3 separate regions of the Mus musculus genome follow, and regions 1 and 3 are each linked to region 2. A link is a contact called in public Micro-C and promoter capture Hi-C data. All regions are on one chromosome and are shown on one strand. Each heading gives the region's core, a stretch centred on a gene start, on an enhancer-like site or on the middle of the called end of the contact. The rest is flanking DNA. Distances are from core to core; before and after follow the strand shown. Region 1 holds the start of 4833418N02Rik (RIKEN cDNA 4833418N02 gene). Region 2 holds the start of Six2 (sine oculis-related homeobox 2). Region 3 holds the start of Rhoq (ras homolog family member Q).

Region 1 (4,169 bases), core at 438-2,937, 1.6 Mb after region 2:
TTTTTAATCCCCCTGCCTTTAGTTTCCAAATACTATGACAGCAGGCGTGCACCACCACATGCAACAAACCCCACTTGCTACTTGCCTTTTATCTCACCAGATGTTATTAATGCAGTCACAGCTCTGTGACTTTTTCGTTTGTTCTTTTTCCTATAGGTTTCCACTCTCTCTTCCTAATGCTGGTCATTAGAAGATGAGGATCTTGGCTCTGCTAGCAAAGAGCTGAGACGCGGTCAGGCGCCTGGAGGAACACTTGCTTTGTATCTGAGGCACGAACTCTGTGCCCTCCCGTGCCCACACTCAAACTGATGATAGAGTCAAACAGACAAGAGCTAATGCTCTCTGCAGCCAGTCCTCCAGTATTTGCAACCGTGGTTGACAAAAGAATGGGAAGAAAAGATGGGGTTTCTTTGTTTCTATCAGTCTACCCTTCCCCTTTCTGTCAATCCTGCTGTTCCCTCTGGCCCCAGGGGTATCTCCCACTAACACTCTGACTAGGTAAATTGAAAACGCATTCTCAGGATACCCAAGTCAGTCTTTCACTCTTTCTGCCTTCCCCAACCCTCTCCCCACCCCATCCCCCTGCCCCACCGCCTCCGTGAAACCTAGTTCTGCAGAACCTCAGGTTCTGCACACAGGGGCAGGGAATCTTGCCTTCCAGGGAGGAAGGGGGCTTCATTTCGATCACACGGAGGAGCTGAAGTTTTGATAGGGACCGGCCCTGGTAATGGGCGTCAGGAGCCTGTGCTCTGATAGACCCGAAAACCTTAGTTCTGTACTGAAACTTGAAGCTGTAAATTTCCCGGCAGCAAGGGGCAGGGAGTGGAAGGACCTCCCGGAGAAGTAGAAAGCGGTCAGTTTCGAACTACTGAAAAGCTTGCCTGAAATCATTCTCGAACGTTTTCGGAATGGACCTCACAACAAGTGACTTAAGTACAGGCCCTGGGGATTTTTTTTTCAGTGTTGGCTGTGGTTTTAGCTACATCCTCAATTCCCAGGCAGGATTGACAGCTCCAGTTTCACCGAGGGTGGGGTCACGATACTTGCCTTCTAGCCAGGGTAGTCCTGGCTCCGCCCTCCAAGCCCCGCCCAGAGTCCTTTGAACTTCTGGGCACCGCTGGCCTTAGAGCGGAGCAGAGCGGAGTCGGGCGCTCCCTGGAGTTCTGATCAGCCTTTAGACACCAAAATAAAGTAGCAGCAAGTGGAAAATCAGCTGAGATCCTCTTTTAGAACCCAGAGTAGGCATTCCGATGGAAAGAGGAGTCCGGCAGTTAAAACAAACATAAACCCTCTCCGAGTTGGGGACATCCGAAGAGCTTAGGGACTTGCCCCGGCCGGTCTATCCGCAGCCCTGCGGGCGGGCGCGTTGCATCCGACCCGGATCCGCCAAGAGCCCGGGACCAGGACTGTCCTGTCGGCCGCTCCTCGGATTTGTGACGTGCCTCAGGCTGTGGCGGTGACGGGGCCACCACACAAAGCCGGGCGGTCCGGGCGGAGGACCCCAGGCCAAGAGTCCTGACGGGATGGGGAGGGAACGGGGAGCGAGGCGCCCCCGGGCTCCCGGGCTCCCCGCAGCATTAAAGTGAGCACCCAGTCAGCGGCGGGGAGCCGGCGGAGGGCGGCCCGAGATCGCCGTGTGCGCGCTTGGCTTCTGTGGCCTCGCTGGCGGTCGGCTCGCCTAGCCCGGCGGGGGATAGCCACGCCCACTTTGGGGTGGAGCCGCGGCCCGGGGAGGTTCCGCTGTTGGAGACGCCCGGGCACGGGGCGGGAGCTGTGGCAGCAGCTGCTGCACAGGAGGAGACAGCAGCGTCAGGAGCTGCTGCAGCAGCGGCGGAGGCTGCTTCTGGACGCCTTGGGGTCGCGCAGCCGCAGCCCCAGTCCAGAGGCTCCAGGCGGTGCGGTGGGCGCTGCCGCCGCCGCTGCTGCTGCTGCTGCTGCGGGCCCCTTGCCGTTACCCGGGCCCCCTCTGCCACCCGGGCCCCGGATGCCGTCTGCACTCCCGTCAAGCCTGCTGGAGAGTGCTCCCCAGCCTGGACGCCGCCCCCGGCCTGGTCTCCACTCCTCCGCCGCACCTCCCATGACAGCTCCTGCTCGAAGATGGCTGCGAAGGGCGCGCACGGCACCCACCTGAAGGTGGAGAGCGAGGTGGAGCGCTGCCGCGCCGAGGGCCAGTGGGACCGCATGTTCGAGCTGGCCCGGCATCTGCAGATGCTGGGCATTTCCGGCGGCGGCAGTAGCAACCGGCGAAACAGCCCGAGCGGCAGGTTCACCACTCTGGACACCGGTGAGTGAGGGAAGGGCAGATTCGCCCGGAGCGAGCGCGCGAAAAGCACCGCCTCGTCCAGGAAGCGCGACTCAACCGACCCGTCCCGGAGCCGGCGCTGGGTGCTACCCTCCGGCTTGCCGAGGCAGTTAGGAAAGTCGTCTGTCCCAAGAGAAAAATCGCTTTGCAGATTGGGTGTTTGAAGAGAAGAGAGAGAAAGAGAAAAGTTTGTGCTCTCTGCCTTTTAAGGTCACGTGGGTAACCCTACCCTGAAATGGAGGTTTCTGTAGGTATCAGAGAAGTGCATTCATTAGACCGGACCGTTGCCTCCCTAAACTGTCGAAACTCCCTCATGTTAAATTTGTTCCTCTGTGTCTTCTCTTATTTTCCCCTCAAATAAAGTTGAGACCAAGCTCTGTCCACAGCAGACTTAGACCGATGCGTTTGGTCAGAGAAGAGGCCGGCGAACCTCAGTTTCTTCGCCAGTGGCGGACACTGGCCCCATCCAGTCCTGGCAGCCTGTGGCTTTTGCAGCAGGGCTGGTTTAGTTGGGCTGGGCTCTTGTGCTGGGGCGGGAAAGCACCCTGATGGGGTAGAGGGAGAACCCCGCCCAGTCTTCAGACCCAGATCCTGTTTCGGGTGTCTTGCTCTCTGCGGTGGGAGAGGTTCAGAGCCCGCCGCGTGTGCACACCCACCTTTTCCGAAGTGGGCAGAGAATAAGTCCGACTATAAAGAGTTTTCCAAAACCACCCAGCCCGGGACACCTCTGTGGGAGCGATGGGGTGATTATAACCCTGATCCAATATAGTGCTTACTGTGTGCCACACCAACCTCGGGACTTTAGCCGTCACTCCTCCCAGCGACTCCTGTTTCCTGGATTTGCTGTATTTATAGGTAAATAGCTTCATCAATCAGCCAGTAAGTTGTGAAATCTGAACCCAGGATTCTGAGTACACCTTTTCGTTTGTCCTGTGTTCTCTCAAAGATGAGTACCCTTGCAGAGCAACTAGAGTGGATAGGAGGCAGGATGGTAGACAGTTATGGCTTAGATTGTAGAGCTCAGAGGAAAGGCAGCAGGCTTCAGAGTTGCAGCGGACCCTACAATAGAAGGGCAAGGTATTTCCCAGCATCCTGCATGCAGGAATCCCAGGAGGTCTGAGCATGGCAGGGGGAAGTGGTCAGTTTCTCCCTGTTCCAGGAAATGTATGGGAATCCTCTGGGCTGGTGCACGCGGGACACACTCAGGTGTTGGTACCTGGTACCTTGTGTGGGAATATGAGTGAGGTTGGTCCCACAGAGCAAGGTGCTGGGCCCCAGACAGGAAGCAGAGCCTCCTTTCGTCCCGTGGGCCTGCTTTTCCTACACTCTTCTTCAGAGCCCTCCCAGGAAGGCTCATCAGTATCCCAGGAGAACAAAGTTTAGGGAGCCAAAAAGGTGAGGAAGGATTCCAAGATGGACTTTAAAGTCAGAGTGCAGTCCTGCTGGACATAGTATCACGTGTCTGCAGTTCTGTCACACAGGAGCCAAAGGCAGAGGGCGGTTTTGAGTTTGAGGCCAGTCTGGGCTGTGTATGTATTGTAATTTTTTGACAACACAACTGACCAGTAAAAACAGATGGCCTCCCCTGCTCAGCTCTGTGGGTGATTTTTCTCTCATTGTTAAATTTAGATACACAATCCCAACCTACACAACATACACATATGTGCACATTCCCGCGCGCACACACACACACAAGAGGAAGGAAAGCAAATACTGCCCAGAGCATGCAAGCGCATTTTTGGACGGACAGAGATTTCTCTTTCTTTGAATTCTGTAGTTACTCAGAGAATAGGAACTTCTTTCCGGGGGAAAAATAATATTGGTGCTCACCCCCCTAACTGCAGCCTAAGAAGGAGAATCTTGATTT
Region 2 (4,451 bases), core at 1,134-3,633:
GAAGTGGGGAATAGAAGCTTCAGATACAGCGAGCCCAGGCTGAGGGGCCCACTTCGACTTGGGTGAGCACAGGCCTAGTTTCCCTTTGCCTTTCTCTGCGCGAGGGAAACCCCTCCCTACTGAGACTATGATCCCTAATTCCAAGCTGAGCAGGAGCTCATTTGACTGGGCAGAAAGATGGGGCTTTGAGAATGGAGGACTCCTTTTCCCTAGGGGAGAAGGTAGAAGGAAGGGCAGGGTGCTGAGAGCTGGCTCAGATCGTAGGCAGAAACAAGGAGGCACAATCTGTAGCTCTCACCTGGGGCCTAGTCAGGAACCCCAGCCCTTATGGAGCCTGACAGAGGAGAACCCATCGCAGATGAATCCACCTCTTGCCTGCTTTTGCGGACAGTCCCTGACCAGATATGGGTATTTGAAATCCTGGGTAAAACCTATTAGTGGATTCCTAACGGCCATTCTTTCAGATTTCTTGGGGTGGGGGGTGGGGGAATGAGCAAGACATCATCGCCATTCAAAGTCAAACTTGGGGATTTCAAATACCCAGGTCCAGTCTGCAGCTTGCTCTTCTGCCCCTACTGTTCGATACCCTGACCCTGGATCCTTCAAACGGTGTTCAACACATCCACATCACCTAACCCAGGTGTCTTGTTTTGCTGTTCCCCAAGGAGAAATCCGTTCCCATAATCCGTTTCTCTCCGATCTCGATCCCCTAGTTTCCTTGTCCAGATTTAAGCCCAAAGCGGGTTACAGACAGTTACAGGGGTGTCTGTAGCTTAGGTTAGTTTGGAAAGTCTTAGATTCCGATAGAAAAGAAAGCTCCCAGTCTTTCGGCAGATCCCAGTTTACCTCGCACACCCGACTTGCCCATCAAAGAGAGCAGAACCTAAGGAGAGCGAGGTCTTCAAGGGTCTGGCAAGTTCAGGAAAGGCAGGCTGGATTGCCTTCTCTTCCTCAGCAGACATTTCCCCCGGAGGCCTTACATCTTTGGGTCCTTTCTACGCGGGATAACTCCCAACTCTCTTGTGCCCAGCTCTTATGCCCAGACAAGGAATAGGTCTACCTTGCATAGATATTGCAGTCATTACCCAGATAATACTAGGGAGATTCCAACCCCTGCCCTGACCCCTAAAAATCTCTTTGACCTGGAGGTGACGTCCTAAACCCCCTGATCCCCGACGCCCTTGGTTGTTCGAAGATCAGGCCCTAAGCCTACGCTTACCTCGCAGGGAATTCAGGCCCACAGCCCTGCCCTCTCTGAAACTCGCCGTTTTTCCAGTTTAGTCCACAAGCGACTGAGGAATTAGTTACTGAACTTACGCACCGCTTTGCCCGCTTTAGACAAATTCCGGGTCGCTCAGCCTCCAGAAAAGACCTAAGCGCTGTTTTGAGCCAGCCTGAGCTGCGGCCGAGCTTGGTACCCGGGGTCCGGGTGCGATTTAGTCCTGTCCAGGAGCTCCCCATCCTCCCGCACCCGTTTCTCCCAGGACCAGGGAAGCCGGCGCAGATGCTCACTTACTCGTACCTTTCCTTGGCCTCGGCCGCCCTGTCGCGCTGCCGCCGGTTCTTGAACCAGTTGCTGACTTGCGTGGTGGTGAGGCCGGTGGCCTCGGCCAGCTCGCGCTTCTCTCGTGGCGACGGGTAGGGGTTGTGAGCGTACCACTCGCGCAGCACGCTGCGGCTCTTCTCCTTGAAGCAGTAGCTGGTCTCCTCGCCGTCCCAGATGGAGCGGGGCAGCGGGAACTTGCGCCGCACGCGGTACTTGCCCACGGCGCCCAGCGGCCGGCCGCGCAGCTTCTCCGCCTCGATGTAGTGCGCCTTGAGCCACAACTGCTGCAGCTTGGCGTGGTTGTGCGGCGAGAACTGGTGGCTCTCCAGGATTTTGTAGAGCTCGCGGAAGTTGCCCCGGTGGAAGGCCACCACGGCCTTGGCCTTGAGCACGCTTTCATTCTTGTGGAGGTGCTCGCAGGCGGGCAGCGACCACAGGAAGCGACCCAGCCGCTCGATGTTGCCGCCCTGCTGCAGCACCTCGCACACGCACGCCACTTGCTCCTGCGTGAAGCCGAAGGTGGGCAGCATGGACATGGTGGCGGCTGCGCGCCCGCCCGCCCGCGCGCGCCCTCACCGCGCTTCGCGGCCCCGCATGGGCGCCTCCCCGCCGGCCCCGGCCGGCCGACAGGCGGGCGGGGCCCCCTGGCCAGGCGCCGGCTCCCGAGCGACTCCTGAGTCACAACGATCCGTCCTCGCTCCCGCCGCCGGCCCCGCGCAGCTCCGCGCCCCCGCCGCCCGCGCGCCTCGCCCGCGCCCAAGCCCGGAGGCCGCCCGGGGCGCCGCTCCGCATGCTCCGCGCCCGCCCGCCGCTCGCTCGCCGGCTCCTCGCTCGTTCGCTCTCCCTCCCGTCTAGCTCGCTTGCAGCTTTTTTAATAATATTATTCTAAGCGGGCATGAGGCGCGGCGGCCCGCGCCCTGATTGGTCGGGTTATCTGACCCGGGGCCTGCCCGCGCCAGACAATAGTCGAGTCAAATTATTCGCCATGGAGACGCTGTCAGTCACCGGTAACCCGAGCCCCGGCGGCCCGGGCGGCTCCCACCCCCGCCCCCCTCGGCCAGCTCCGCTGACAGATCGCCCCGGCTCTGCACAGAGCGGAGGTTGGCCGAGACGGGAGCCCCAGGCACTCCCAGAGCCCGGGAGGCGGAGAGGAGCCGGGCTGGGGCCCCGAGACGGCGGTGATTGACGGGGCGGACGCCCAAAGAGCAGAGGAGGAGGAGGACCCCGAAGGAGGGGGCTGGGTGGGGGCCCTCGAAGAAAAGAGGAGGACCGAAGTGGGGAAGGAAGGGAGTAGAAGGGAAGGCGGAGGACCGTTTAAGGGGGTGCCTTTCAGGAAAGGAAAAGAGGGGGACAGAAGGAGCCTTCAAGAGAAAAAGTGTGAGACACCCCTCCCTTTTTTTTTAAATAAGAGGCGTCGCAACAGCCTCACCCAGGCTTCGCCAGGTGCTCCAGCTCCGGCTGGGTCACTGCGTCGCTCGGAAGGTCGCAGCTGACAGGCAGAGACACTAACCCAGGAGGAGGTCAGTGGGATGGAGAGTTTGGATTCTCTTAGGGGGCCTCTGAAAGGCTTGGCTTTTCTAGCTGACAACACCCCACCCCCATGCAAGAAACCCGGGACCCGAGATGTCTATCCCCTAGGGAAAGGGGGAGGAGGTGGGGAGAGAAGTCAGAGATTTGGCAGTGGCCGCAGCTGGACGCCTGAGAATCAACTTCCCGGAGGATCCCGCCTTTCCTTCCTTTCGCAGCAGGCTGCTTGCCCCGCGGCCGGTACCGCCCCCACTCGGCGCGATCTGCTCCTCGCCAGGCGGGGACTCAGACTTAACCCCACGGGGCCCAGGACCCGAGAAACTCCCGGCAGTCTCGTGTGGCCTTTACGGAAGTTGAATCTTGCAAGGGCGGCGACACAAAACAGGGGAGCCCGCATAGACCCGCAGACTGCCCCGGGGAGCCCAGGGCAGCGTGTGTAGGGTAATTGTCGCACTTCCCGGGGTGGGGGTGAGGTGCACAGAAGAGACTGGATTTACCAGCTTCCTGTCTCCCTACTTCTGGGCTCGGGTTCCTGGTCTCTTCTGCCTGAGAACCCAGCGCTAAGTTCCGGCAAGATTGGCCTTAGAAAGTGGGTAGGAGGAGCCCTGCTTTTTGTTTCTTTGTCAGAACTCCCCCAGAACATACGAAGTGCTGGTCCTTTGGAAAAATCCAAGCAATAGAAGGTTAGGGGTGCACTGGAGGGGTGGGGTCAGGGACATCCCTGAAGTTTCCAGAGTTTGAAAGGCCCACGGCTTATTTCTTGGCAAGGCTTGTCCTTTGGGCATCCATTCCGCCCTTTCCCACCCAGCTGCAAGCTCCTAGTGACATTCAATGCCAAGATCCAAGGAGGCACAGACCATGCTAAAACCTCTAGACCTCGTTTTGTTAACAACCCTGTCAGCTTTCTAAGGCGATGGAGAGGCAGATATTGAAAATGGAGTCCCGAGCCTAAGCGTTGGTTTCTGGTTGCTGGTTGTTTATGGGTAAGGTACATATTTATTTATTTAAGGATCCAGCATCATTTCCCAAACTTCCCCTCTGCTCCAGAATGCCACAAGTCTTTCTGTGATGATGTAAGCATGGGAGAGATGAGCACTGTGGCTTTCCCTAAGACTTTAGCTCTGGGAGCCCTGTCCTTTATCTTGAGTTGAAAACAGAAGACTGCCTAAGTTGGTGCTAAGCCAGCACCTGAACAAGTTACTGCAGAAATCCAGATGTCATCTTTGTGGACTTCCTCTGTGGGTAGGGCAGACTCTAGTGTGTTCAGGCTGCCCTGTTTGACATGGATGCCCTTTAGTGAGCTCTGAGGATTCCAGGGGACCTGGGAAATATATTACCCAGACTGCCCGGAGGTTCTAGAGCACAGCTTGCTGCTAAG
Region 3 (4,771 bases), core at 483-2,982, 1.3 Mb after region 2:
TCCCCAGAGCTCTAATATTCTTGGCAGTCTGTCTGGCATCACTGTGGGCCAAGGGAATGAGGTCACTGTCGCCAATGAAGTCACCACCACATGATTCATCCCACATCAGTCCCCAACTCGGAGTGTACTCTGAGAGTCTCAGAGCTTCTCACAAGCCATCCAGGACCCGGGGTCCCTGTAAGATGAGCTCACATTTTTTTTTTTTTTTAAAGCAGAAAACAGGCCTAGAGAAAGGCAGCCAGCCATGCTACTAACTTGTGGTGCTTGGACCAAGTTCAGCTTTCCGGCAGAGCTGGCTCCTACAGCTCTTTAACCTTTCCACATTTCCTCCTTTCAGAATACTAGTCTTCGCAAACACAGCCAGAGCTAATGGTGATGCAAGCAGCAAACCTTGCTCTCTTCTCCTTCACGGGAAAGTGTCAAGACCTGACTTCAAGATAGTGTGGTGCCTTTCCTAACCTTTCAGAATGTATGAAGTAACTTTCAGATTTATTAGTGTAGTCAATGCAAGTACCTCCACTCGAATGCAATGGACAGGGTATGGAGAGATGTTCCCCTACGTTCACAAGGAACGTTAAATACTATTTGAAATCTTCCTGGTCGAATTGAAATCAGGATTATGACTTGAAAACTGGCGTCCAGGGTTCGTGGAAGTGAAATGAGGGCATCACAGTAGGCATCTCCCCAGGTGGCCCTTGAACACCGGGAGTGACAGGGAACCTTTTGGTAACCACTTCACTGGTCCCAGTTTCCCCCACCTAAATCCCGGGGGCAAGGGTATGAGTGACCCACGCACCTCTCAACACAGCATTTTCTACCACTATGAATTGGTGAGAGGAAAGGACTTCCCTGTCAGCAAGCTTGGGGGTAGGCTGCGGTGTGGGGTCAGTCAGCGCAGAGTGAGCCTTCGAACCAAGACCGTACATTTAAAGCAGCACTCGGCCACACAACTAACTGGCCCTGGCCAGACAAGTGTTTCCGGACTTGCCAGACAGAGGCGCAGGGTTGGTCCTGAATCACTGGCCAAGTCTCAGAGCGCGAGGCTACATCATACCTCAGGGATCACAATTGAATACTTTTGGAGAGACGCTTGGAAGCGAAAGGAAGCCTCGGACGATGTCGCCTCCAGGGGGAGCACAAATAACATCTGTGGTCTCCTGACAAGGGCTCGCCCCTTTGTGGCTGGTTGGGGGTGCAATATGCTGCATCTCTTAGTCACCGATTTCATAGAAAATGACTCAAGCTCGTGCTGCGAAAAGCGTGGGGTAGTGATGCTGAGGAGCAAGCAATAAGCCAGAAGTCTCAGTTTTCCAGTTCCGAGACCCACCACCCTCCCAGCCTCCGCACACCTTTCTAATTATTGTTATTAATTATATTTATAACCCTCTTGGCCGCTGTTCCTGATTTCTAGTTGCGTGGAGCACTTGCAGGCCGACGAGATGGCTCCTGCCTTCCAGGCAGAATTTAAATATACACATCTGTATAATGTTGCAGAATTGCGTCACCGTGGAAGTCGTCGTGATTCCCCGAAAGGCCTTCACGTCTCCTCCGGGCACCGGGGCCTGCGGACGCTTCCGGGCTTTGGCCGCACTTTCGCGAGGAGCCCTGGGCTCCTTCCTAGCGGCTGCCCAAGAGCCCCTCCCCCAGCCCCCATCCTCCCGGATACAGGGCGCCTCCTCCTCGGCCTCCGCGCCCGACTCCCAGGGAGTCAAGCTTGGGTGAGCGGCAGGAGCGCACGGCGGGCGCGGGCGCGGGGCGCGCCGCACTCCGGAGCCGCCCGGACCGCCCTCCCCCACCCCCCTTCACCGGCCCAGGAGGGCGGGGGCCGGAGCGGCGCGGGGCGGGCAGAGCCGCCTGGCCCCTCCCCTCCGCCGCCCTCCCCAAAGTTGCCGACTCCCCTGGGGCCGGACGGTCTTATGATCCGGCGGATCCTCCTGGGGAGGCCGGGCCGGGGAGCGGGTTCGGGCGCCGAGCGGCGGGGCCAGCAGGCGGGCGCGGCGAGCCGGGCCAGGGCGGGGAGCGGGGCAGAGATCGAAGCGGCGGCGGCTGCGCCCCGGGCCCGCCGCACCTTCTCCTCCGGTCAGGGGAACCGCTGCATGGGGCCGGGAGGGCGGCCCTGCTGCGCCGAGCGGCGGCGACGGCGGACCCCCCAAGCGGGCTGGGGCTGAGCCCGGGGCCAGGGCGGGGGCTCCGGGGGGACCATGCCCCGAGGCCGGCCGGCCGCAGCATGGCTCACGGGCCCGGCGCGCTGATGCTGAAGTGCGTGGTGGTCGGCGACGGGGCGGTGGGCAAGACGTGCCTGCTCATGAGCTATGCCAACGACGCCTTCCCCGAGGAGTACGTGCCCACTGTCTTCGACCACTACGCAGGTACGCCTCTGCCCTGCTGACTAAGGGGCTGATCCCCGGCTGGGAACTTTGGAGCAACTTTGGCTGAGCCCCCTGGCTTGCCTCCCCTGAGCGTGCTCCCCTCCCCCGCCGTGCCCTCTGCCTGGCGGCTTCACCCCCCCCCCCAAGCTGTGCCTCTGGTCACCCCACCCCTCGCAGCAACTCCCACCCCATTCCTATCTCCCCCTTCGCCCCGTCTCCCACACTTTTCAGTCCCCTGAGCGCCCTTCTTGACCTTCCAGCTGCCTCTTCCCTTACTGCCCGAAACCCCTGTAGGGGAAACATCTGGGAACACTAGTAGACGTGGCTACAGGGTTTGGGGGGGGGGGGGAGTGGATGGCAGGGGCCACATTACACCTATATCTCATGCAACTTGGCAGTGAAGTGGACTCGGATAAAAGGGGAATGTTGTCTCCTGGGGAGCACCCACATGCTTCCCAGTATTTGGGAAAGGAGGTTACTGTGGGGAGCCAAAGTGCTAGATCTCAGATCACTGTGAGCTTCTCTCCCCACCCCCCACTTCTGTCCTTGCAGTCAGCGTCACCGTGGGGGGCAAGCAGTACCTCTTGGGACTCTATGACACAGCTGGACAGGTGAGTGTTTTGGCTTCTGGCCGGTTCCCTTACCCCCATCTCTCGCCAATTCTGTGTGGCTGTGGAGGGCCTTTGGAAACTGAGGTGTCTAGGTGGGAGGGTGTGTTTTGGGGGGGGGGGCTGCCTCAAGATCAGGTTGGTTTTTTTTTTCTTAAGTCAGCAAATTAAGGAAACAAACCCAAAAGAAAACGCAGACCAGCGTGAACCCCGCGATGTGAAAAGTTTTTGACTGTATGGGTCTTTACGTGTGTTGCCTGGTGAGTGGGTCCCAACTCCTGTTGCAAAGTGGCAGCAGCCAATGGTAAAGCGTTCTTATTTTTAGTTGCTGATGACCAGGTCTCCCCCTCGCAGCCTCTGTCTGGGCCCTCATTGGTGAGTGGTCTGCCTGCCCGAGGAGCCTGATTGGTGGGAAATGGCATCATCTAAGAGGCTGGGAAGGCGTTTGGTCCTGGTTGTGTTTATTACAACATCATTGCACTCTGGGACTCCAGTCCCTGAAAACGTAATTTGTGGTGTTACCAGAGGAGCACAGGGAAAAAGAAAAGAAACAACAACCGTCAGCCACTCCCTGGGGTTGGGGCGGCAGGGTTAAGAGTTCAGCTGGAGTCTTGGAGGAAGCTTTCTTCCCCCTGGAGGGCCAGGTGACTTTGTGTTTTCTTTGGAGAGATTATGTGCAGAAAGGAAAGGAACGCGTCTTTCTGCAGTCTCTGGCTAGTGCTGGCAAACTGAAGGGTCAGACTGTTCTCCTGTAGGGTTAAGGGGTTTTCTTGGGGGTTCTGTCTCCCTAACCTAGCTCCACTGTCTTGCCAGACCCACTTTCTTTCTTCTGGGGCTGACTAAGGTGATGGTTTCGCAGAATTCAGCTCTGCAGTGTGCTCTGAAGTCTTTGGAAGTTGCTGTGTCTTATGCAGGCTTGAGAGCCCTGAGGATGCGCGAGCCATTGAACGGTGAACAGTGACTCCAGTCTTTGCGCTTTAGTTGTGAACAGGGGGCTGAAGATGGAGGTGGGGTGGGGTGGGGCCCAGGGGGAGAGAAATACCACCAGATACGATATGCTAAATATGTGTTTGATTAGATCTGCCTTTTAGCATCGTACGCTCTCAGATTCTATACTCATGTCTAGAAATATTTTGTGGGTTTTTGGGGAGGTGGGAGAGGCTTGATTTGGCCCCGATTTCTCAACTGTTAGAGCAGTGGTTCTCAGCCTGTCGGGAAGGGATCACTATCAGCTATCCTAAGCATCAAATGTTTACATTAAGAGTCATAACAGTAGCAAAATCACAGTTATGAAATAGCAACAAAATAACTTTATGGTTGGGGGTCACAGCAACAGGAGGAGCTGTGTTAACGGGGAACAGAATAGGAAGGTTGAGGAGCACTGAGTTAGAGGGACATCTGAGAATGGAGACCTGCCAGCAGTGCAAAGGGGAGGACACCCCTTTCACTGAAGTGGCTCAGGCCAGTGCTGTGTGTGTGTGTGTGTGTGTGTGTGTGTGTGTGTGTGATTCTCAACTTCTAGGGCCTGTTTTGGTTATTCTTTAACCCCACCAACACCCCTTTCATCCATTTTGGAGGGCAAGGAGTGGACAGCAGTCAAGTACCTCCGACTTCCGAGCGGTGCTGTTGATAGACAGGGAGTTGACAATAGTTGAAACAGTTTTTGGAGAAGAAAGTTCCCAATTTTTAATTTCTTAATCTACCTCATCTTGTTGTTGCAATGGTCGTGTTTTAAACATGTACTTTACTCAGCAAGCCCACTTAATATTTGCCTTCTGCATAGCAGAGACCGGG

The links. Promoter capture Hi-C pulls out the DNA fragments that hold promoters and counts their contacts. Hi-C and Micro-C count contacts between places; a contact is called where the count stands out from the background.
Region 1: a contact with region 2 is called in a Micro-C map of embryonic stem cells, with 5 times the contacts expected there. The contact joins the promoter of 4833418N02Rik here to the promoter of Six2 in region 2. A contact is called at or near these places in 1 of 484 Hi-C or Micro-C datasets (embryonic stem cells) and 1 of 115 datasets of contacts at active chromatin or transcription factors (astrocytes).
Region 3: a contact with region 2 is called in a promoter capture Hi-C map of embryonic stem cells, with 5 times the contacts expected there. The contact joins the promoter of Rhoq here to the promoter of Six2 in region 2.

Annotation. Positions count from the first base shown.
Region 1 is chr17:87,281,127-87,285,295 of GRCm38.p6, forward strand. It overlaps 4833418N02Rik (RIKEN cDNA 4833418N02 gene), which reads right to left and starts at 1,688. Exons shown (of 5, transcript NR_015506.3): 1 at 1,048-1,688. It overlaps Ttc7 (tetratricopeptide repeat domain 7), which reads left to right and starts at 1,760. Exons shown (of 20, transcript NM_028639.3): 1 at 1,760-2,284. The coding sequence starts at 2,098.
Region 2 is chr17:85,685,871-85,690,321 of GRCm38.p6, forward strand. It overlaps Six2 (sine oculis-related homeobox 2), which reads right to left and starts at 2,384. Exons shown (of 2, transcript NM_011380.2): 1 at 1,523-2,384. The coding sequence starts at 2,082. It overlaps CJ186046Rik (a long non-coding RNA gene), which reads left to right and starts at 2,624. Exons shown (of 9, transcript XR_001782258.2): 1 at 2,624-4,451.
Region 3 is chr17:86,961,379-86,966,149 of GRCm38.p6, forward strand. It overlaps Rhoq (ras homolog family member Q), which reads left to right and starts at 1,733. Exons shown (of 5, transcript NM_145491.2): 1 at 1,733-2,369; 2 at 2,922-2,980. The coding sequence starts at 2,228. LOC115488765 (hapless 2-like) reads left to right here. Exons shown (of 3, transcript XM_030250169.1): 3 at 1,495-2,168. The coding sequence ends at 2,168.